4 separate regions of the Mus musculus genome follow, and all the other regions are linked to region 3. A link is a contact called in public Hi-C, Micro-C and promoter capture Hi-C data. All regions are on one chromosome and are shown on one strand. Each heading gives the region's core, a stretch centred on a gene start, on an enhancer-like site or on the middle of the called end of the contact. The rest is flanking DNA. Distances are from core to core; before and after follow the strand shown. Region 1 holds the start of Tert (telomerase reverse transcriptase). Region 2 holds the start of Tppp (tubulin polymerization promoting protein). Region 3 holds the start of Nkd2 (naked cuticle 2). Region 4 overlaps Tppp (tubulin polymerization promoting protein).

What was found. Promoter capture Hi-C pulls out the DNA fragments that hold promoters and counts their contacts. Hi-C and Micro-C count contacts between places; a contact is called where the count stands out from the background.
Region 1: a promoter capture Hi-C map of pre-B cells shows a contact between it and region 3, with 3 times the contacts expected there. The contact joins the promoter of Tert here to the promoter of Nkd2 in region 3. A contact is called at or near these places in 16 of 39 promoter capture datasets (the 3T3-L1 cell line, 3T3-L1-derived adipocytes, the C10 cell line and 9 more), 1 of 115 datasets of contacts at active chromatin or transcription factors (embryonic stem cells) and 3 of 9 other capture datasets (adipose tissue, liver and pancreatic islet).
Region 2: a contact with region 3 is called in a Hi-C map of uterus, with 1.8 times the contacts expected there. The contact joins the promoter of Tppp here to the promoter of Nkd2 in region 3. A contact is called at or near these places in 7 of 39 promoter capture datasets (the 3T3-L1 cell line, cranial neural crest, embryonic stem cells and 3 more), 4 of 484 Hi-C or Micro-C datasets (embryonic stem cells and uterus), 1 of 115 datasets of contacts at active chromatin or transcription factors (embryonic stem cells) and 1 of 9 other capture datasets (liver).
Region 4: a contact with region 3 is called in a Micro-C map of embryonic stem cells, with 1.8 times the contacts expected there. The contact joins the enhancer-like site here to the promoter of Nkd2 in region 3. A contact is called at or near these places in 2 of 39 promoter capture datasets (both in embryonic stem cells), 9 of 484 Hi-C or Micro-C datasets (the G1E-ER4 cell line, the HL-1 cell line, Th1 cells and 3 more), 1 of 115 datasets of contacts at active chromatin or transcription factors (embryonic stem cells) and 2 of 9 other capture datasets (embryonic stem cells and liver).

What each region holds. Positions count from the first base shown.
Region 1 is chr13:73,623,630-73,628,414 of GRCm38.p6, reverse strand. Tert (telomerase reverse transcriptase) reads right to left here and starts at 1,504. Exons shown (of 16, transcript NM_009354.2): 1 at 1,167-1,504; 2 at 1-1,064. The coding sequence starts at 1,385. RefSeq lists enhancers at 1,565-1,585, 1,726-1,745 and a promoter at 1,415-4,785.
Region 2 is chr13:74,006,132-74,011,234 of GRCm38.p6, reverse strand. It overlaps Tppp (tubulin polymerization promoting protein), which reads right to left and starts at 1,816. Exons shown (of 4, transcript NM_182839.2): 1 at 1,726-1,816. It overlaps Gm15912 (predicted gene 15912), which reads left to right and starts at 1,881. Exons shown (of 3, transcript NR_168519.1): 1 at 1,881-2,159; 2 at 2,241-2,416; 3 at 2,771-3,106.
Region 3 is chr13:73,843,546-73,848,886 of GRCm38.p6, reverse strand. Nkd2 (naked cuticle 2) reads left to right here and starts at 1,256. Exons shown (of 10, transcript NM_028186.5): 1 at 1,256-1,484; 2 at 1,582-1,617; 3 at 1,871-1,974. The coding sequence starts at 1,460. It overlaps Gm30303 (a long non-coding RNA gene), which reads right to left and starts at 1,279. Exons shown (of 3, transcript XR_382654.4): 1 at 1,079-1,279.
Region 4 is chr13:74,022,748-74,027,497 of GRCm38.p6, reverse strand. The region is part of intron 2 of Tppp (tubulin polymerization promoting protein); the gene reads right to left. Among named protein-coding and RNA genes, the nearest start is that of Tppp, 16 kb to the right of the region's middle. Within about 2 kb of position 1,692, at least 102 of the 459 cell types and tissues checked have an H3K27ac peak or open chromatin away from gene starts, as enhancers often do. A contact at or near this core is called in Th1 cells, cortical neurons, embryonic stem cells and 2 more, where this site is marked.

The DNA of each region.
Region 1 (4,785 bases), core at 255-2,754, 220 kb after region 3:
GTCACCTGTTGGTTTGCTGTTCGAAACCTGCAATGTGACCTGAGGAGTCTGACATATTGGCACTCTGCATGGTTCACCAGCAGCTGTTGGAACAGGGGCCGCATCTGCCAGTATCGACGCGATAGACGGTGTGTCCTGCAGAGTGGTCCTGATGTCCTAGGCCTTGAGCCCAGAAAGATGATCTCCACCAGTCTCCTGGCCCCAGTCAAGTTAGGCTGGAGGTTGCTGAGTAGGAATGAGGGGTTTAGACGCTCTTGGCCATCTCCCCTGGAGTAAAGGAAATGTCTGGTCTCAATAAATGGCCTGAGCTGAAAGGCATTTTGGCGGGGTGGTGACAGCAGAGATGTGGAGCTGGGCTTGTGTTTACAGCACACCGACCCAGAGAGACTCAGGTCAGACACCTTTCCTTTAGAAGACAAATCTTTCTCTGCAGTAGGCACCTCGGGGGACCGAGCAGGACTTGGCACCCATGATTTGCCTGATGGGGTTGGTAGCACCTGCCTGTGGGGTCCCTCCTCCACTCTCGGGACAGGATAGCATCTGGCCTTCTTAGCTGAAGGCACACTTGTACTGGTGAGACTCAGATGCCTCTTTGTACCTCGAGATGGCAAGGCCAGGGGTTTCGGTGCTTCCTGGCGACTACTGCTCTTGATCTGTTGTAAGAACCTAAGGTTAGTGAAATTCCTGCCCACGGGTCGGGTGGGCCTGTAACTAGCGGACACAGAGGGCCAGATATCCGTGGTGGCACAAATTTGGTACAGGGGAGACCCACACACCTGGTAGGCACAGCTGGGGGGCACCAGAAGATAAAGAGCACAGTGTGCCAGCAGGTAGACCAGCAGGTCGTCGCCCACTCGGCTCAACAGTAGCATCCATGCACCACTGACACGCAGGGTCTCAATAACAGTGTTGGGCAAGTAGCTACGCACGCTACTAGTGAAGGCCATGGGAGGCCCGCCTCTGGCCTCGTTAAGCAGCTCAAAGCCAAAAGCCAGCACGTTTCTCTCGTTGCGCTCGCAGAGTCTCTGCACAACCCTGGCCACCAGCTCTTTCAGGGATGACACCTGGTAAGGAGAAGAGGGTCTTGACACATGAGCTAGACGCACTATCCCACGTCCTCCCGGCTTTCCGCCCCTGACCCATGGGGATCCCGCCTGGAGGCCCACCTGGTGGAAGGAAAGGTCGGCAGGTGGAGGCTGTGAGCCCCAGTGCATGCACACTAGGCATTGGGCAACCAAAGTGCGGTAGATCTTCGGGTCCCCGGGTTGCACAAGCCGCCTGCCCTCGGGCCCCAGGCGCCGCACAAAGGTTGCCAGCGGCCACACCTCCCGGTATCGGCTGCGCAGCAGAGAGCGCACCGCGGGGCAACGAGGAGCGCGGGTCATTGTGCTCAAGGCCGGGATGGGCCTCCCACGTGCGGGAACCAAGATGCAAGGGTGTGCTTAGAAAACAGCCAGGACCCAGGCCACTGAGAGTCCACGACGAAAAAGATGAGGCTGGGAACGGAGGAAGGGGCGGGATTCAGGCGGACCAAGCGTTGTAGCGGAAGGGGCGGGGTCGCAGCAATAGTACTTTTCCGTTGATGGTCACAATGCTGGTGCATGAGGACCAGGTGTGTTCCCCGGCCAAGTTCAGTGGTTGCTGGATGTGTTGGAGTAACGAAAGGGGGCGCACTCATGCAGGATTTCCCTCTACAGAATGCTTCTCGGGCTTCCTTTTCGCCCTGAGCTGGGAATCCCCAGGTGGTCTAGACTGGGGCGAGGTTTGGGCAAGCAAAGAAGCCTATCCTTGATGTATTGAAGGTTAGGTAGGCGGAGGGACCTAAGGTTTTGCCTGTTCCTGAGCTGACTGCTCCAGCCTGCTGTGGTTGACACAGACAGTGAGGTGGGTGGTGGCAATCTCAGTTCTTAATGATTACAGCTGAAATTCTACTATATAGGTTAAGGCTTTATTGTGGTGCGACCATACACTCAGATCCCAAATATGTTCCGTAAACACCCACCACCAAAGGAAGGGGACTAGGTAAAAGCCCTGCGTTAGCTTTTTTCACTGTTCCAGTGGCCTTCACCTCAGAGTCCAGAGCATCATCTCAACTCACGCACCCATAGCAAGGCCAGGGCCATTGGGTGAGGGCGCTTGCCTGTGCACACAGCCAAAGCGGCGACCTCGACCTTAGGATGGCAGCTCTGCTAGGTTGGCAACTGTGATAGTACTTGCACGTGTGAGGCGGGGGTAGGATAGGGGTGGGGGTTGTTGTTGGGGCATATGTAATGACACGACTCTGAGCCATAGTTAGAGAGGGGCTGCTGAATTTTGAATCTCTGGGAAATAGGGAATCTGTGATCTCTACTGTAGCTGAGTTTGGCAAACACTGAAATGCTAACAAATATAACCTTTGGTGCCTTCAGCTTTCTGAGGAAATTGCTTCTATCCACCGACCTAGCATTTGAACAGGCGCGTTTTCATATTTACTCCCTTATAGGAGGTCTGCCGCCTTGTAAATGCTCAGGATTACAGGAGCTATTTTAGAAGTCCGTTTAGTGGACATCAGTCTTTTTGAGGGGTTTGTTTGAGATTTGCTTAGTTCTGCTACTTAGGAGATATGGGCCTGAACTGAGAAATTTATGCCAACAATGAAGCTACCTTAGTGTAGTTCCCCAAAGAAACCAGCATAGAAAACAGTCTCAAAAATAAGAATATCGCGGGGCATGGTGGTGCACACTTGTAAGCTACCTTAGTGTAGTTCCCCAAAGAAACCAGCATAGAAAACAGTCTCAAAAATAAGAATATCGCGGGGCATGGTGGTGCACACTTGTAAGCTACTCTTGGGAAGTAGAGGCAGGATGAGAAGGCATTCAAAACCAGGCCAGCTACATGCTGAAATTTAGGTCCACTTGGGCAAAATGAGACCCTGCCTCAAAAAAACAAAGAAGAGGAGGGAGGGGGTAGCACTTGCTGACTACACAACCCTGGGTTCAAGCATCAGAATCAAATAACAACAGAGTAGAAGAAACTGAAGTGGAAAACGAGTGGAAGTTGTCTACCAGCAACGATGAAGCCAGGAAAAGGGAGCCTTTGTGTAACAGGCCTGCTTTAGAAAGCTGTTCTTAGAGACATGAGGCCAGGGAGAGGCCTTTTTGGGGAGGGGCTGCACCCTAGGAGCTATCCCAGAGACAGACAGTGGTAGAGGTTATAAACCCTGCAGGGAAGGAGGTAGAAGAGAGGACCTCAAGTATCCCTACCCATATAGGAAGCAGGAAATCCTCGGGGACCTGTCATGCTCCAGCCTTCTACCCCAACATGCTGGCAGCAACCGACTCCCACTGGATTCTCCCCCATTCAGAACCAGGGCAAGGCTCTGGATGGGGCTGCTGCTCTGCTGTAGCTTGCCATGTTTGGAGATCACTGGAACCGGTTTACGTCTTAGTGGTCAAGATGGAAACAATCATTCTCATTTACATAGTTTGTCACTGACACAACAGTCTCATACCCACGACTTCATCAACATCGAACAGCTCAGGAAGTATGTGAGTGAATGCCACCATGCACTTTTATAGATCCCAAGGCTGGTGACTCCCTGACTTCCCAAACAGCACCTAAGGAATGTGTACTAGTTCTGGGCTTAGAAGTCCCTGGCACTTGCCAACTTGGCCTCTCCTTAGATAGGTTACCTTGTCCTGTTCTCTCAGTACCCCTCCCTCACAACTGCCACCTTAATCCATGCTGATACCACTCCCATCTCTGTTTGCTTCATCTTGCACATTAAACCATCTATGAAAACCAATAAAAAGTACTTAGGGCACAAAAATCTCTTTGAATGTCATTATTTAATCCTCATGGCTTGGCAAACAGAGCTCAGTTCCTTTTTTACATCTTTGGATTTTTGAGCCCTTGGAAGTTATTTGATGAGATATAAAAAAACAGTAAGATAAAATCATCCACTTGGGGCTTGGAAAGGTTGTATTTGCTTATGGAATTAAGTTTCTTAATTATTCCTTTTGTAAGCACAGGGATGGCCAGCCTATGCGGTCCTTTCTCGGAAAGATGGGGTGTCTGTGAAACCCTTCAGAAGAGATGTTTCTTCCAAGTTGGGCAAATCATCAGATCCAATATGAGTAGCAAGGGAAGGAAGAGAGGTGTAAGATGAAGCCACTGGCTTCTGACTTGAGAAGACTGTTCAGCTTTTCAGTTCTTAAAGGTGACTGATCCCCTCCTTAAAGCGGCAACTCTGCCCCTGCTCAAGAGCAGAGGAAGGCCTACCTAAGCCACTGTGAGGAGATGGCCTTGAGTCCTTCTGCATGATCTGGTTACTACCACCTCTTCTATACTTGACTCGTTTCCTATGCTATTTTCTACTTGACCCATCTACCCCTCCTTCATTTTACATCTGTCTTGTCTTGTGTTTGTTTTTGCCTGTTTGCTTTTTTTTTTTTTTTTTTGAAACAAAGTCTCATGCAGCCCAAACAGGCTTTAATCTTACATATAGATGAGGCTAGCCTTGAATTCCTGATCCCGGTTTTCAAAGGCTGGGATTATAGTTATGTGACTTGGGGTTGAGTACTTATTGTTCTACGATGGCTTAATGGAAACACATGTGTTTGGTTTACAACTTTTAGGGTTTATAGTATTGTCTTAGTCAGGGTTTCTATTCCTGCACAAACATCATGACCAAGAAGCAAAATGGGGAGGAAAGGGTTTATTCAGCTTTCATTTCCACATTGCTGTTCATCACTGAAAGAAGTTAGAACTGGAACTCAAGCAGGTCAGGGAGCAGGAGCTGATGCA
Region 2 (5,103 bases), core at 567-3,066, 160 kb before region 3:
GTGGGGCTATTTTGATTGGGAGGTGGTATAGGTAGGGAGATGCTGTGGACAGGAAAAGTCCTGGCCATAAATAGAGAATGCTGAGGTAGCAACACTGTGACCCTTCTCTATGAAGAAACTGGTCTTTCCAGGTTGAATCGGCACTAGGAGCCCCCATGAGGGTGTTAGGGACTGGAAGCCATGTCTGAACCCTGGCTGTGGCTGAGCAGCTCCAACTCTTCCTTTCAGGAGGAAGTGGTAAGCTCCATTCTCCTGCATGGGGGGTCTCTGGGCACACAGCCTTCCTGGGCGAGGGAGATGGGATGGACAAGGCTGTAAGGTTCCCTTCCCTGGCAAAACTGAAATCACACCTCCTACAGGCTCCTCCTTCAGTCGTGCACTATAAATAGGACAGCAGGCCCTGCTGAGGAAGCTGGGTCTCATCCTCCCTGAAGCTCAGCAGAGCTGTCTGCAGGGCCCCATTCTGCAGACTTCTCCCAAGCCTCCACCCCTCATGTCTGGTTTCAGTGTTCTTAAACGGAATTTTCTAATGCTTATAAAAATTTCCAAAACCTTAGATGATAGTTAAAATAGCCATGTACCACAACCTCAAGAAATGGAGAAGGCGGACCCAAGGAGCACCAAGAGGAAAACGTGCAGCTGCGCAGGTCGCCCTCACTTCACCATCGGTTAAGACAGGGATTCTCAAAGCTGTCTATTCAAATACGCCACTTGAATAGGGCACCTTTTCTAATGGCGAGTCCCGGTGGTAATCAGGAGCTTTTCTGAATAGAGGAGTCCTTTAGAGACGCTCAGATTGTGCCCCTCCCCCTCGCCAGTCCTTCAGGGTCACGTGACGGGAGAGGGGCTGGCACGCGAGCAGAAACAGCAGCCGGCCGCCAGAGAATCCAGCTAAAGACAAGCAGGGTTTCGCGCCCCCCACCCAACTCTCCCCCGCTCCCCCAAACACACACAACATTGCTCCAGTCGTGGAGAGCTCGCGCCGCCTAAGAAAGCCACCTACACGGCCAAGGGAGCCCAGATACGCAAGTGGGCTCTGGGCCGAACGCCTCCATTCGCCCCAGGACACGCACAGGACCAATCACCAGGACACAGCCTGTCCAAAGCTGCGCCACAAAGGGTACTACTCGTCTTCCTCACCTAGTTCAAGGCCTCGTTTACATAACCGAAACCGCCGAGCAAGGGTCGAGTCCTCCCTCTCCTTCGCGCAAACGTGGGCATTCAACATGCGACCCTGACAAAACCCTCGCCATCTCGAATGAGAGATGCAGGCTCGAAAGGAGGGTGACATAGAGAACTGGCGCTGTCACCTGCAGGACGCAACGCGCGCTCAGGATTCTGGACCCATGAACCCCCGGCAGCTCCAGCTCCGGTATGCACAGCTCCGGGCGGTGGCTTCTCTTTACCCCGTTTTCCACCAGGTTCCACGAGCAGCGACCCGGGTCGCTGGCACGAGGCCTGGCACCTTGGTCTGGTGGGGAGCCGTGGGGTGTTTTCTGTCCACCGTATCAAGTGCCGACGCAATGCGCCTGGCTCAGTGTAAACGCATACCCATTCTTGACACCACTGCTCTGAGATCTCAAAGGAACTAGTTGCTTCAGCAACTAGACCTGATCTAGCCACTGCAGAGAGTGACAGGTGGCCAGCCTCACGGACCGGAGGGGTCCCGAGCCTTGGCCCCAGAACCGCGCCTCGGACCACGGACAGCGCCCAGCGCAAGCTTACCTCCAAAACGCGTCCACTGCTGCGCCTCAGCGACTAGACGCGCGCCCAGGGGCGCCGAGCTCTCAGAGCTGTCCGCCGGGCCCCGCCCTCCGGCACCGCCCACATGCCCCTCCTCCTCCCGCTCCGCCTAGGCGCGCACTAAGGCCCCTCCCAGCAGGAGCGCAGCGCACTGACACCCGAGGCAGCCACTGCCTTACAAGGCTGCCACAGGCACAGCCAGCCTATGGACGCCGCTCGACCCAGGGTGCGGTCGCTGTGGAGCTGTGGAGCGTGGGAACCGGGCTGAGGTTGGGGAAGAGCGACTAGGGCACACCTGGCCCTGGGGCCCCGGGCGTGCGGCCAGTCGCAAGTAGGGAAGCTGAGGCTGGTGGCGCAGTCGCAGACTACACTGCGCACAACCCGTTGCTGATCCCTACCTGCCTGGAGAGCTTGATGTGCGTGGTGAGATGCTGGCCACTCGGGTTACCTGCACGAAAAGGATCCTTAGAGTCTCTGCTGATTTTCCTTCCTTCTAGGGACGCTTGCCACGGGATCTCCACCCCGCTGACTCTGTGGTGAGGTCAGGGTCGCACTGGTGGCTCTGAAGAAGATTATGGGGTTAGCAAGGAGGCAATGGGGCTGGAAGATTTGGTTCAATAGACTCTTCAGTCCTCCAGGTTCTGTCTCAGACTCTAACCAAGTCACCCACTGAGTAAGTGTGTGTGTGTGTGTGTGTGTGTGTGTGTGTGTGTGTGTGAGTGAGTGTGTGTTGGGGAATTTTCTGAGTGTCTGACAAATTAACTCATGCTTGAGGAAACCTTGTTTTGAAACTTCAGAAATGGGGCCCACCTGAGCACTTGGAGCAAATTACCCCTCCCCATGGTAGTCTCTGACCCTCAGATCCCCCGGACTCTCTGCTTTCTTCGGCTACTCAAAAATGACTAAAAAGTTACTTCTAATTCTTGCTCTCCCGAGAATTCCCACTCACCATGGAAGCCATGTGAGTTCAGGACTGTGGGACTATAAGGAATGGAGAACCAGACCCAGACTCTCTCCTTTTTTATAGGGTCTTGGCTTGGCCACTTGCCTTATGTCCCACAAAGCCCCAAGTCCTGCTGTGATGGTTTGTATATGCTTGGCCCAAGAAGTGGCACTATTTGGAGGTGTGGCCTTGTTGGAGTAGGTGTGACCTGGTTGGAGTAGGTGTGTCACTGTGGGCATGGACTTAAGACCCTCACCCTAGCTGCCTGGAAGTGAGTAGCAGCCTTCAGATGAAGATGTAGAACTCTCAGCTCCTCTTGCACCATGCCTGCCTGGATGCTGCCATGCTCCCACCTTGATGATAATGGACTGAACCTCAGAACCTGTAAACCAACCCCAATTAAATGTGTCCTTTATAAGATTTGCCTTGGTCATGGTGTCTGTTCACAGCAGTAAAACCCTAACTAAGAAACCTCCCATTCTCTGAAAATCAACAATGTAAATGAAGTTCTGAAAGCTGAAATACATGTTTATGTTTCTATTAGCATGTTTCGAAATGGTGACTTTATCGTTAAATTTTATTTTTATTTATTGTGTGTGCATATGCCTGTTTGAAAGTATGTGCGCCATTTGCATGCTGGGTGCCCTCGGAAACCAGATGGGTAAGTTAGATTTCTTAGAGCTGGAATTACAGGTAATTGTGGGATGCCTAATGTGGGTTCTGGGGATTAAATACAGGAAGACTTGTATCAATATAATAAAGTTCTAGAGGCCCGGCTGTTAACAACCATAGTCCAAGATGTCAGCTTGACGGGTTCGGATCATGGCTTCTGACCTGACCCTCCTGCAGCATGACAGCTGCTGAAGTTTCAAGGCTCTTACCTGCGACAATCTGTATAGGAGACCTGCACCAAATCCAATGGATGTGCCTCTGGTGAGCATCCCTCATAGTGACCCAGCAAAACACCTCTGCTGGGGTGATGGTGGCCCTCCAAATTCACTACATTTGGAACCTCAAAATATGACCTTACATGTAAACAGGGTCTTGGTCTGGGGACATAGTTCGGGGGGGAAAAGGCTTCTTTTCCTGTTTGGAGATCCAGGACCACAAAAAGTCCATGAGGGTGTCTGCATTTGAAATTATTGTTGCTACTTTCAGATGGGAGCTTGTCTTAGATTATCCCAGTGGATCCTATATCCAGGAGTCTGTGTCCACATGACCCCTGCAGTATCAGAGCACATAACCTAGGCAGACCACCATATACAGGTTTAGGCTCCAGGAGATTTGAATGCTGCAGACCAAGGTGAGGTCCCGTCTTTTTTTGTGACAGAGGATTAGGTGAAATATGCAGTCTAGAGCAGTAGCCTAGCCAAGAAGTGTCCTATCTATGGACAGCATGGAGTCCAGAGAGGGAAAGAATGAATGATCATTAGCAACCTTCAAAATCTGAGAACAATGGTGCGGGGGTGGGGGTGTGTGGAGTGGGAGCTATGCTGAGTTCCAGATAAGAACAGGTTGTGGGGCTGGAGAGATGGCTCAGAGGTTAAGAGCACTGACTGCTCTTCCGAAGTTCCTGAGTTCAAATCCCAGCAACTACATGGTGGCTCACAACCATCTGTAATGAGATTTGATGCCCTCTTCTGGGGTGTCTGAAGACAGCTACAGCGTACATATAATATAATAATATATATATATTATGTACATATAATATAATAATAATAATATAAAATATAATATAACATATATAATATATAATAAAATAATATAACATATAATATAATAATAAATAAATAATAAATAATATAATAAAAATAAATAATAAATAAATAAATAATCTTTTTTAAAAAAACAACAACAACAACAGGATGTGGCAGAGAGCCTGAGACACTGTCATGTTTCCAACAGGATTGTGCAGATATTTGTTCCTGTCTCCTCCAGGAAGGGTCTCGGCAGCCCATGTCCTAAGAACCTGCTACAGAAGCCTCCATCAGAGTTACACAAAGACCAGGAGGTACAGCCTACTGTAAGAGCCTACTAGGTATAGCCCAACAGAGAGGCTTAGAAATGCAGCCCACTGTGGGAGAGCAACTAGTGCCTATAGCAAACAGCTGCAGAGGATTGTTACTGTCTGGCAGGAGCCTTTGTTGATAGCCTTGATTTCTCTCTGCAGTCCTGAGGAAAGCATAAAGAAAGACACCTGCTGCTTCTGGCAGTCCTAGCCTGGACCTAGCCAGAATTCTAGGGTGGTTTCTGGTTAATTCTGAAGGATATGTGTCTTAAAAACCAGATTATATCTCTTTGTAATTGTGAGCAGGTAGGTGACGTCTGGTAAGCCCTAAATATTTAGCTTACGATGCCAGGGACGCCTGTCTATGGGTTTCGCTGAAAATGGGCCACGAGCAAATTTCAGCACCTCT
Region 3 (5,341 bases), core at 7-2,506:
CACAAAGGAGGGATGAGGCTAGGTGAATGGCCTGGTGGGTAAGGAGTCCTCATAATTACATGAGTCCATTCTACCTGTGTCATGCCCATGGCTGTGAGATGGTCCTGTTCAAGGTAAGCCATTCTGCACTTTTTTGGGGGGGGCAGTCATGAATCCTTAATATCAACAATTCCAAAGGACTTCAGAAGTTCAAGGTCATCTTAGCTATACATGGAGTTCAAGGCCAGCCTGGAATACAGACCATGAAGAGGCGGGGGGGGGGGGCTGTGGTTCTTTGCAGAAAGTATGTGCTAAAATTAAGTCACTCTAGGAGTTGAATGTTCTAGAGCAGACTATGTGAACACATCTCTGAACAGAGACAGGCTACTAGGTAGTGGTGACTCTTGAGTGGGAGAGTTGTAGGGTATATGAACCATATCTCAAGAAGGCTGGGAAAGAAAACTACACATTCATTCTTGATCTGTGTGTTACAGAGCTCTATGGGCAAAGTGGAGAACCAAACAGAGAGGTATCCCCAGAATAAGCTGGAGCCCAAGAAAGAAGGGGGAGTGAGATTTCTCTGAAACAAGGGTGGGTGATCTCTTCTAAGGGAGAAGCTGTAGGATGAGATACTGAGAGGGTTTTCAGAGGTTGGCCAGCCAAAGAGGAGCCAGATGGACTAACCACAGCCCAGCAAGGACCCTGCCCCAACCAAAGGCAAAGGGAAGGATGCAGGGCCTGTCCACACTGATGGGCAGCGTTGGTCTTTCATCAATGAGGGAAAGGGAGGAAGGTCTGCTCCAGCGGGCCAGGACTCACTTTAGTCCTACCTGCTCTCCCTCTCTTCCAGGTACCTTCCCATGGCCTTCTACCTCCGCACCCCACTCACCCCCAGCCCCTTCACGACAAGCATGTGCCTAACTCCTCTCACAGCCAAAGGTATCAAGAAGGTTGTCTAAGACGTAGGTAACTCTCTTCCAGGGTTCTCTCTTTCAAAGGAGGATTCCTAATACCGACTCTTGAATTTGGGAATCTCAAGAAAAAGATTGGTGAGGGGTGGAGGGTGTCCCCACAAAAGAAACCGCAGAGAGCCAGAAACCTGGAGTCCACGCAGGTAAGCTCTGTCTGCCCTCAGGGATGCCCTGTGCGAGTCGTTGCTCAGAGCAGGTTCCAAACCGCCTGTCTAGTAAAGTCTTAGGGTAAAGGAGACGCTAAGGTCCACTGCGCTACGGTCCGCGGCCGCGGGGGGCGCTGCGAGAACCCCTGTTAAAGCCCCGTCGCGGGCGCGCGCGCTCAGAGGGAGGCCGGCCGCTGCCCGCGCCGGTGTCTCCGGTTGCCGGGCCAAGCCTCGCCAGACTGCCCGGCCCCGGATCCAGGCTCCACGAGTTGCTCTCAGCTCGGGATTCACGCACCCCGGGCTCGAACCTCGGACGCACACCTGAGAGCTCGGCCGGAGGGTGGGTCCAGGCCCAGCGGAGACATGGGGAAATTTCAGTCCAAGCACGGTGAGGAGCGGGCCGGGGGGCGGGAGAGAGGGGGGCGGGTGGGCGCCGCCACTCACTGTCCCTTCCGTCTTCCCTGTGTCCTCCGACCGTGCCGCAGCCGCAGCAGCCTGCAAGAGGAGAGAGAGTCCCGAAGGTGAGCCCGGGTGCGGTCAGGGAGCGAGGCGGCCCCGGGGCCGGATGCGCAGAGCTCCAAGCTTGGGGCGCGCCTTGCCTCGCGCCCTCGATTGGGACACGCCTTGGGTCTCCGGGAGCGCGTGGCCTCGGGGCTCTGGGTACCGGGTGGGCGCTGCAAGGCAGGCTGGGCAGAAGCGCACTCCACGAAGCTCACGGTCTCCTTCCTTCTCCGTGGGTGCCTTGTTTCCCGCGCGTCTGCGGGCGGGCCGCAGGGGACAGCTTCGTGGTGCCTGCGTACGGGAGCGGTCGCAGGGGAGCGGAAGAAACGGACCGGCGCGCGGGCAGCGGTGTGGAACATCGCTCACGGGACAAGCAGGTAGGTTACGGGAAGGTGGGCTGGGTCGCGCAACTAAGGGCCTTGCAGAACCTGAGTCTTGCCTCTTTACAGTCGGGAGACGCAGAAGACTCATATGGCTGGCCAGGATAGCCTAACCCTCTCCAGCATCTGGCATAGTATCCCAGAGGGGGCTGGGTGGTACTGGAACCTCCAAGCGCTAGGCTGGACTGGTGACTCCACCCCTCAGGCAGGAGGAACTGGTGAAGGGATTCTAAGGCAGAGATGGGACTCAACTAGGGGGGCCATGATCTCAGAATTCCAGGCTTGAGTTGGAGGACCTTCTCCATCTGTTGATGGATGTTATAGGGCTGATTGCTTGCACAATGAAGTTGTCCAGAGGTTAAGGCTACCCTTGCCTCCCATCTTTTGGAGAGCTTAATACAGGCCTGCAGGGAGCATCCCTGGACAAATGGGCAGTGGAAAAAACGGTGTCCCCAAACCATAAGAGCTACCCTGTGTCTGAGAGAAGATGATCCATGTGCTGTGTTTAAGAGCAGAGAACTGCCCAGGGCCAGGGCCCCAGGGATGAGATGTGATGGAGTGTGGGTGAAACACCCACATATCTGCCAGCAAGAAGAAGTAGACATTGGGCTATTGGTGTTGGGGAGAGCAGAGTTTGAAAGGACAAGAACAATACACTTGGTCACCTAGAACTGGCTCCCCACTACTGGCTCCCACTACAGATAGACTCCCTCACTGGCTGGGAGCTCTGTGAAGTCGGCAAGTGGGCTGGCATCAGTGTTCTTTCTGAAAGGACCTTCTGGTGGGTGAATAGAAACTTCTGGGTGTTCATGAATACTTGGTGTGGCCCTGACCTGAGACCTGGAGCTACGGAGGCTTAAAATAATATGTACTAGAGTTTGGATGTGTGCTTTCTGAGCGGATCTACTGTAGCTGTAAAAGCGGGTATGCTGAGGTATTGTGGGTCCAGTGTGGAGATTCAAACAGTTACATGATGTCCATCTCTAGTAGAGGAGGCCAGACCAGACATCCAGTGCTGCCCACCCAGGTCCATTTTGCTACCACTTACATTTGCTGAGGAATTTTTGGTGGCCAGTTGATGCTTCTACACAGCTTGGCTCTCAGATGCACGTTATTGGAGCTGGTCTCTGGGAACCTGTTCATGCCATGGGAGAGCATTTAGACTGGCCCTTCCCCTTAGCTGTCAAGCCTAGGGTTTTTCTCCCTAGCAACAAGTCTGAGCTCAGTCCTTGGACTCCTCACTTGAGAGCACTGGTATTCAGAATAGGACACAATTTAGCTGACAAGGAAGTGGTTGTCACTGGAGTGTGAAAGCCAGAGCATCTTTCTGGAGAGTATAGGTACTCCCTGTGTAGAGTGGAATTGTTAAAGTGAAGCTGTGATCTTAGGACCATGAGTACTACTCTTTGGGTCATTTTTTGTGTTGTTGTGTGGGCTCTGGCTTGCATTGCTTCTTTTAGCGTTGTCCTTGGCTTTTCCAAGGTGGCTAAGAGCAGAGTCTTAGTAGAACTGACTTGGCTTAGGTAGCTATAAGCAACAAACCTGGGTTTTCCTTATCTGGCTGTGGCTCCTGGCCAGGCAAGACCTTGAGCTGAGGCCACATTGCTGCCTTTGTGCCTAGAAACTTGGGCTATACTAGGTAGCTCTTGCCCGGGTCTGGAAGGGACTATATCGCCATACTCTTTCTTCTGTCTGGAAAACTAAGTGGGGACAGTTAGTGTTGGGTCTGTGTCCTTTCTGAAATCCTTCTTTTCACAGTGTCCAGAGTTCTGACTTATTGTCCTCCCAGGGGCTGTGCCCTAAGGAAGGGCAGCCCTGATTACACTGCATAACACTTCCTACCACCAACTCTCAGTGACTCATGCCAGGTCATTGGGAGACTTGCATCTCCTCTTCTGGCTTCTCATCTGCTTTTCCCATTCTCTAAAACCAGAAGGATGGAGTTGCTTTTGACTCTGTTACTGAGCTGTACATCTGTGTCCATCTATAAGTCTGCACTGGCCTGTGCATCTGTGTCCATCTAAAAGTCCCCTCAGTCCCACTTCCTGCCTTCATTGGCCTCCATTGCTATTCCCAGAAGCTCTGCTGTGTGTCAGCACCTGTGTGGCTCCTTGCCTGTGGGGATATGAAGGGAGGAGCATGGGTCTGTTAGCAATAACCAAGCGCTGGTTTGGAGAGAAGCAATTGGCTTCAGAACTTCTGTGGTCACAGGCTTTGAGATAGTACTGATGGGGATGTAGTTCAAACAGCATTTGGTGGAGGCTTTTCTCAAAGTTGACTGAGTAGTCTTCCATGAGATAGTCTCCTTATGTGTGTCCCTTCTTCCATGAGACTGTCTTTAATTTCTTCAGCTCCCCCCGAGGCTGGCAGGAAATTGCTAAGAAGACAAGAGTCACTGTTATTTTTGTTGTTGTTGTGAATTAAACACAGATTTCCATTGAGCCCGAGGAAGGAACATTCTGCTCATTCTAGGGGTTTTAACTTGGCCTTTGAGGGATCTGCCTGGATGTAAGTTGACTGAGAACCATGTCCATGGCTGTCTGTGGACATTCTACAGCGGTCCATATTTGCAAGAGGGAAGGACATGACTGCTTAGCCTGTTGGGGGATTGTGTGGCTGTCTTGAGCAAACTGGAACTTTACAATGCCACTTGCCAGCTCCAACCACATCTCCATGGCCGCTCTGTGTGTGCTGCCACGTTATTACCTTGCAGAAAGGAGATAGATAACTTTGTAAGATATGGGGGTGATCAGCATAAGACCTTGTGGTACCTTTGAGGGCTGAATCCACTGTGCAGACTTTGGCTTCTAGCAAAACCCATCAGCCCTCATCATCATCTTGTCTATAGGTTCCTCGGAACTGGAAATCTTGCCCATTCGTGCTTTGATACCTTCTGACTGGCTAGAATTCTCTGGACCTGGCTATCAAGCCTCAGCCCCTTAACTCTGATGCTCCTGCTGTGGCAGAGGTGGCTAGTTATTTGCCTGACCTGAGCAAGGAGCCACCTCACCTGCAAATTTACATGCTTTTGTTAGGGAAGGGGAGATGTTAGCCTTTGAGAAATTCCTCATGTTTCTGTCACAGCCTGAATACCTCCCTATCCCTGGTCAGAAACATGGTACATGGGCCATAAGACATCTGCAGGGAATATATGGAGCTCCAGGGAGGTGATCAGAACTTCATGGTTTCTCTTTAGCTGCTAAGTTTTACAGCCCCCAAGAAGAAGCCGTATTTCTCTGGGACTGCCTACAGAACGTTTAGAATGGAGGTCCTGAAAGCACCTGAGTAGAAGAGGAATAGCTTAGGTGTCAGTGGCAACCATCACAGCATGTCATCATTGCTCCCCATCACCTCTGTGCCTTCT
Region 4 (4,750 bases), core at 443-2,942, 180 kb before region 3:
TCCGACCTGAGCCTGCTGGACCACAAAGCAGCCTCAGCTGCCATGGGCCTCAAGTTGTCTGTTGCTACCACTGTCTGACGCTTTATATGTATTCAAGGGAGGTGTAGAAGTATGGTCATTTTCTTCAGAGACCAGTCGCTTGTTCTTTCCTCAGGACTCTCCCATGCCCACTATCTTCTCAGGATCCACACCTAGGCTCTGTGCAGGAGACAACGCTGCTGCTGCTGCTGCTGCTGCTGCAAGTCTAGACCTGTCAGTTCTCTGTACCCTCAGCAGGTCACTGGACTTAAACTCCTTGGGAGCAAGTGATGTGCTCTCTGCCTAGAAGGGCCTGGATGCCAGTTAGCCACAAGGACTGCCCATCTCAGGAAATCAGAGGCCAAGCAGCAACCCTACTCTGCTAACCTCAGTAAACTATGACCCTACTCTGGGTACATTCCACATTATGTCTCTTTACTGGCAGTCACCAGCTTGCCTAGAGGAGGCATCTGTGACCTGCAGCATTGCTACTTCCCTCTGTTGAGAACAAATCCTTAAAGCCCCTTTCTACTTGTCGTTTTGTTTTCTTCCAAGGGACCTGAGGCTGTGGGATAAACATTCACCCGGTGACCCAAAGTGAGCACATCTGCCCACCCCTACCTCCTCATGGTTCTGACCTGGATTAAGTAGGGGTAAGCCATGAGGATGGATATGCCTCTGGTTGCTCAGACAAGTTATAGATGTTTGGGGAAGATCATTCTCTTACATGTCCTTCGTGCACTGGCCAGCCAGCTTCCCAAGCAAGATGGAAGAGCTAAGGAACAGAATATGCTTCTCACCCAAACGGCCTATCACTGCAGACTCAGCAGAACATACGAAGCCTTATGCAGAAAGTCACGGAGGCAACTAGCTCAGTGACTATCAGGCAAAAAAAGTTCCACATGTCCTGCCTTTCCCCCAACAGAGGTCAAAACCCTAAGTTTCCCAGCAGGCGACTGAGGAGTCACTATACTGCCATATACAGCCACTAGAGGGCCATGCAGAAGTAAGAATAGCAGCAAGGCTTCAGGTACTGGGGCGCCTGAAGAGTAAGAGGCATGCTGGATCTTGCTCCACTCAAAGCCTGCAGGGTCAGGCACTCTTCCCTGGAGCATGGGACTGTTAGCCTTGTCTGAGATCCAGGAAGCAGAGCCTGATGGAGGAGCTCCAGTGACATGTGTGCCACAGATGAGTGGAACTGAGTGGGCACCACAGCCAGGAACAGAGGCTGCCTCCAAAGGTCCTCACATGTCCAGGATCCTTGGCATCTGGATTCTCTGAGATATTTGTACAAGTAGTACACACAGAAACACATCCTCACCACAGGTACCCAAAACTCTGGCCAGGACTCCAGACCTGAGGCCTGTTCCTAGGAGTAATGGATTACTTAGCCCAGGCGGCTTCTCTACTGAGCCTCCTTGGCAGCATACAGACATCTGAAACATCCCATCAGGCCTTTATAACTAGCTGTGGCATGTAAGGAACACTAAACAGCTCATAGACTGAGCAGTGGCTGACAAATCCCCAGTCTAGACAGATCTAGACCCTGCTTTCTTACATGTAGGGACTGGCCTGGCTTCCTTCTGACCTGTATTCAGACATAATGGACACCCGGCCCTGACACCCCAGCCAAGTTACTTTCTGACTCTGCACAGTGTTGGCAGGAATCTGTGTGTTTACTCTGGAGGTTACCCAGCACCCAGTCCAGGCCCAGGAAGGCCAAAGGTCTAGGGCCTCCTTACCTGGTAGTATGGTGGTTAAAATAAGGAGGCAGTAGGTAAGCCCAGCCCAACCCCAAGGCCTCTGTATCTCTTCTTCCACAAGCAATCAAGGGTACACACACAGACACTCAGGAACAAAGATCCCCTGCAGACAGTCACAGATAGATACAATGCCTAGGGCTGGCAGGTGTTCCCCAAGCTGCACCAAGCTGGCCTTGCTTCAATGCCAGGTCTCCATTAACTGTGTGGAGACTGGCCATGCTGAGCCTTTTGCAGGATGGAGCCTTTTGCTAGGTTAACAGTAGTCTACAATAAAACTTGGTATAGAGCTTCAAGAAATTTGTTTAAAATTTAACACATAGTAACATCAAAACAAACAAGCGTTGCCATAGTGACAGGGACCTAAACAAAGGCTGCAGATACCCCAGCTGGCGCCACGCCTGCAGAGCCATGGCAACCTGCCCCAAAACAGAAATAGTTGAACTTTTTTTTTTCCCCTCTCAAGTCCTGTCAGAGTCAGCAACTTCCTGGAGATACCTAAGCAATTTCCTCCCAGGCTCCAAACTCCTATAGGAGGCAATTGCTGCCCCTCATGGGATCACAAATGCCCAGACCTCATAGTACAACTAGCACCACTACAGCCCCATTTTTCCCGGAAATATCAATCCCAGAGTTCCCCAGCCCTTTCTGCTGATCCTTTTTAGCATTCCCTCACCACCCTGGTACTCAGAATACTGTCCCTCTACACTAGAGGACAACAGGACTCTGAATCCTCTGTTCACAAATGCCTCTGGAGTGAGGCTCCTCCTCCAGAACAGAAGAGTTCCAAGAGGAACATCATTCATAAGGAACCCAATGGAGCCCAGACTCAGCAGGAATGAGAGTTCAAAGACAGAGATGGGGGGATGGCAGCCTCTAGGGTCTCAAGGGTCTAGGTGTGTAGGCGAAAGGAGTTTCTGGGTCTCTACGTACAGAATCCTCACCTGACCCCAGCCGCCCAGCTAGACATCAGCCCCACAGTGTCAGCAAGCCTAGCACTGATTGTCTGTCTGCCTAGACTGTCAGAGCCTTGAGCCTTCTCTAGGCTTGGGCTGCATATACTTGCTCTCCAGGACCTTGACTTACAAGACAGGGACAGTCCAAAGTTCTCAGGCAGCCCAGAGTTTACAGTGAACAATGACCATGTCCTGGAGTCAGGAATGAAATGTCTGAGCATCTGAAGTTCTGCATTCTGGGAACAAGCATTCGCTTCGCATGATTCATTCATAGGGGTCCAGCGCTTCCCACGACAGGAAGGACACGTGGAGCTGGAGTACTCAGTCCTCTGTGGCCCTCGTCATCCAAAAGACCCGTGACCTCATAGGACCACCCACCAGGAGGCTGTAGAACCATACGTTCTACATGGGGGTGCAGTGCACATATATAGGCACACAAAAGCTGGAAGGTAGCCTCCTTCAGAAGAAGCTGGAGAAGTTGACTGACCTCTGGAAAGGTCACTTCTTCCTACTTTCCAACCATCCCTTCTAGAAGCTTCCTCATAGACACAAGTCTCTGGGTCTCATTCCTTGGTTAGATCTTGATTATCTTGAACACTGGGATGACTGAGGATACAGTATCATGAGGGATCATGTCCGAGAAGAGTATGATGAGCTCATTAGCCTTGCTTAAAAGACATCCTGTATGTTCCCGGTGTAGGAAGAGCTGCCAGGGTTTCTAGTAAGCTCAGAGTTGAGTCTATAAAGGACACCTGCTGGTGGAGGAGGAGCATGAGGGGCGATAGAGTGAGGAGCTGTCCAAGTTCATTTGCCAGTTTAGACACTAACAGTGAGCTCCGTAAAACCATCAGCTTTAACTATATGCACATAGTAGGCATGGCTAACATGCACATGTTAGACAAGGCTTTAACTGTATACATATGGTAGACGCTCTAACCTGGTTTTTCTAGGTCTCAGTGTTGCAGATCGTTTCCATTGGCCTAACAGGAGCTCTTGGCACCAGAATGAGGGTCATATCCCTGTATCAGAGGGTCTAGTGCTGATCATTTTGCAGCCTGGGTCAGTCCACCTCACTCATGACTGGCAAACCTACCAGAGCAGCTTTGTTTACCAGGACCTGCCTGTCTGTCCCTGCCTGGAACTGTCCAGTGAAACTCATACGGCCAGTTTCTATGAGAAGGCTGCACATTTCCCAGAAGGTGATAGCCAGAACAGGCCATGTGACCAGCACAGTGAGCTTCGCCAAACCTGGGAAAACCTCCCCCGCCCCGTGGCAAAGCCTATGGTGGTGTCAATACTCAAACTCAGGGGCAGTCACTTTGGTGAAATGTATAGGGAAGGTCTCAGGAACTATAAGCATCAAGATTTCTAGGTCATCTATGAAGGAGCAGCAGCAGTATAGAGGCTCTGTGGGCTAGTCTTGCTGCTCCTTCATAGATTCATAATCTTGCATCTCCCTAGGTCCTTATGACCTGTTCTGAACTTTGTAGACTCCTCGTGGTTCCTGAGCGCCAATGACTGTGCTGTTCTATTTAGGGACTCGGGGGACAGAATTACTATCCCCTGACCCTTTGTCTGGGTCCTTCCTATAAAAGCAATACAATGAATACAGTATTCAGTAGACCTTCCTCTGAGGGGGTCACATAAGGGTCTTTGGTACCCAACAGCATTGCACGCAGATGAAGCTGTGAAAGAAGCAGTGTTGACAGAAGCCTAAGGACCCCAGTCTAGAAGTACATAGGAACCCTGGCCAGGGGCCTTCCAGGGTAGAGGTAAGCGCTTTCACAGTGGGCATAAGGCTAAAGCGACCACACACATCTGAGCCACTGGCCATAACTTCCTCTACCATCCTCACCCACAATAACTGAACTTCGGGCAGAGGTAGATCTGAGACATCGTAGGAACAGAGTCTCAGATGGATGGGAGAAAGGGCTGAGGCGGTGTACACACAACATCTGCTTTCACAGGTTGAAGCTACATGGAGAGCCTCTTCTCCAGCTTCTCATTGGGGTTGGA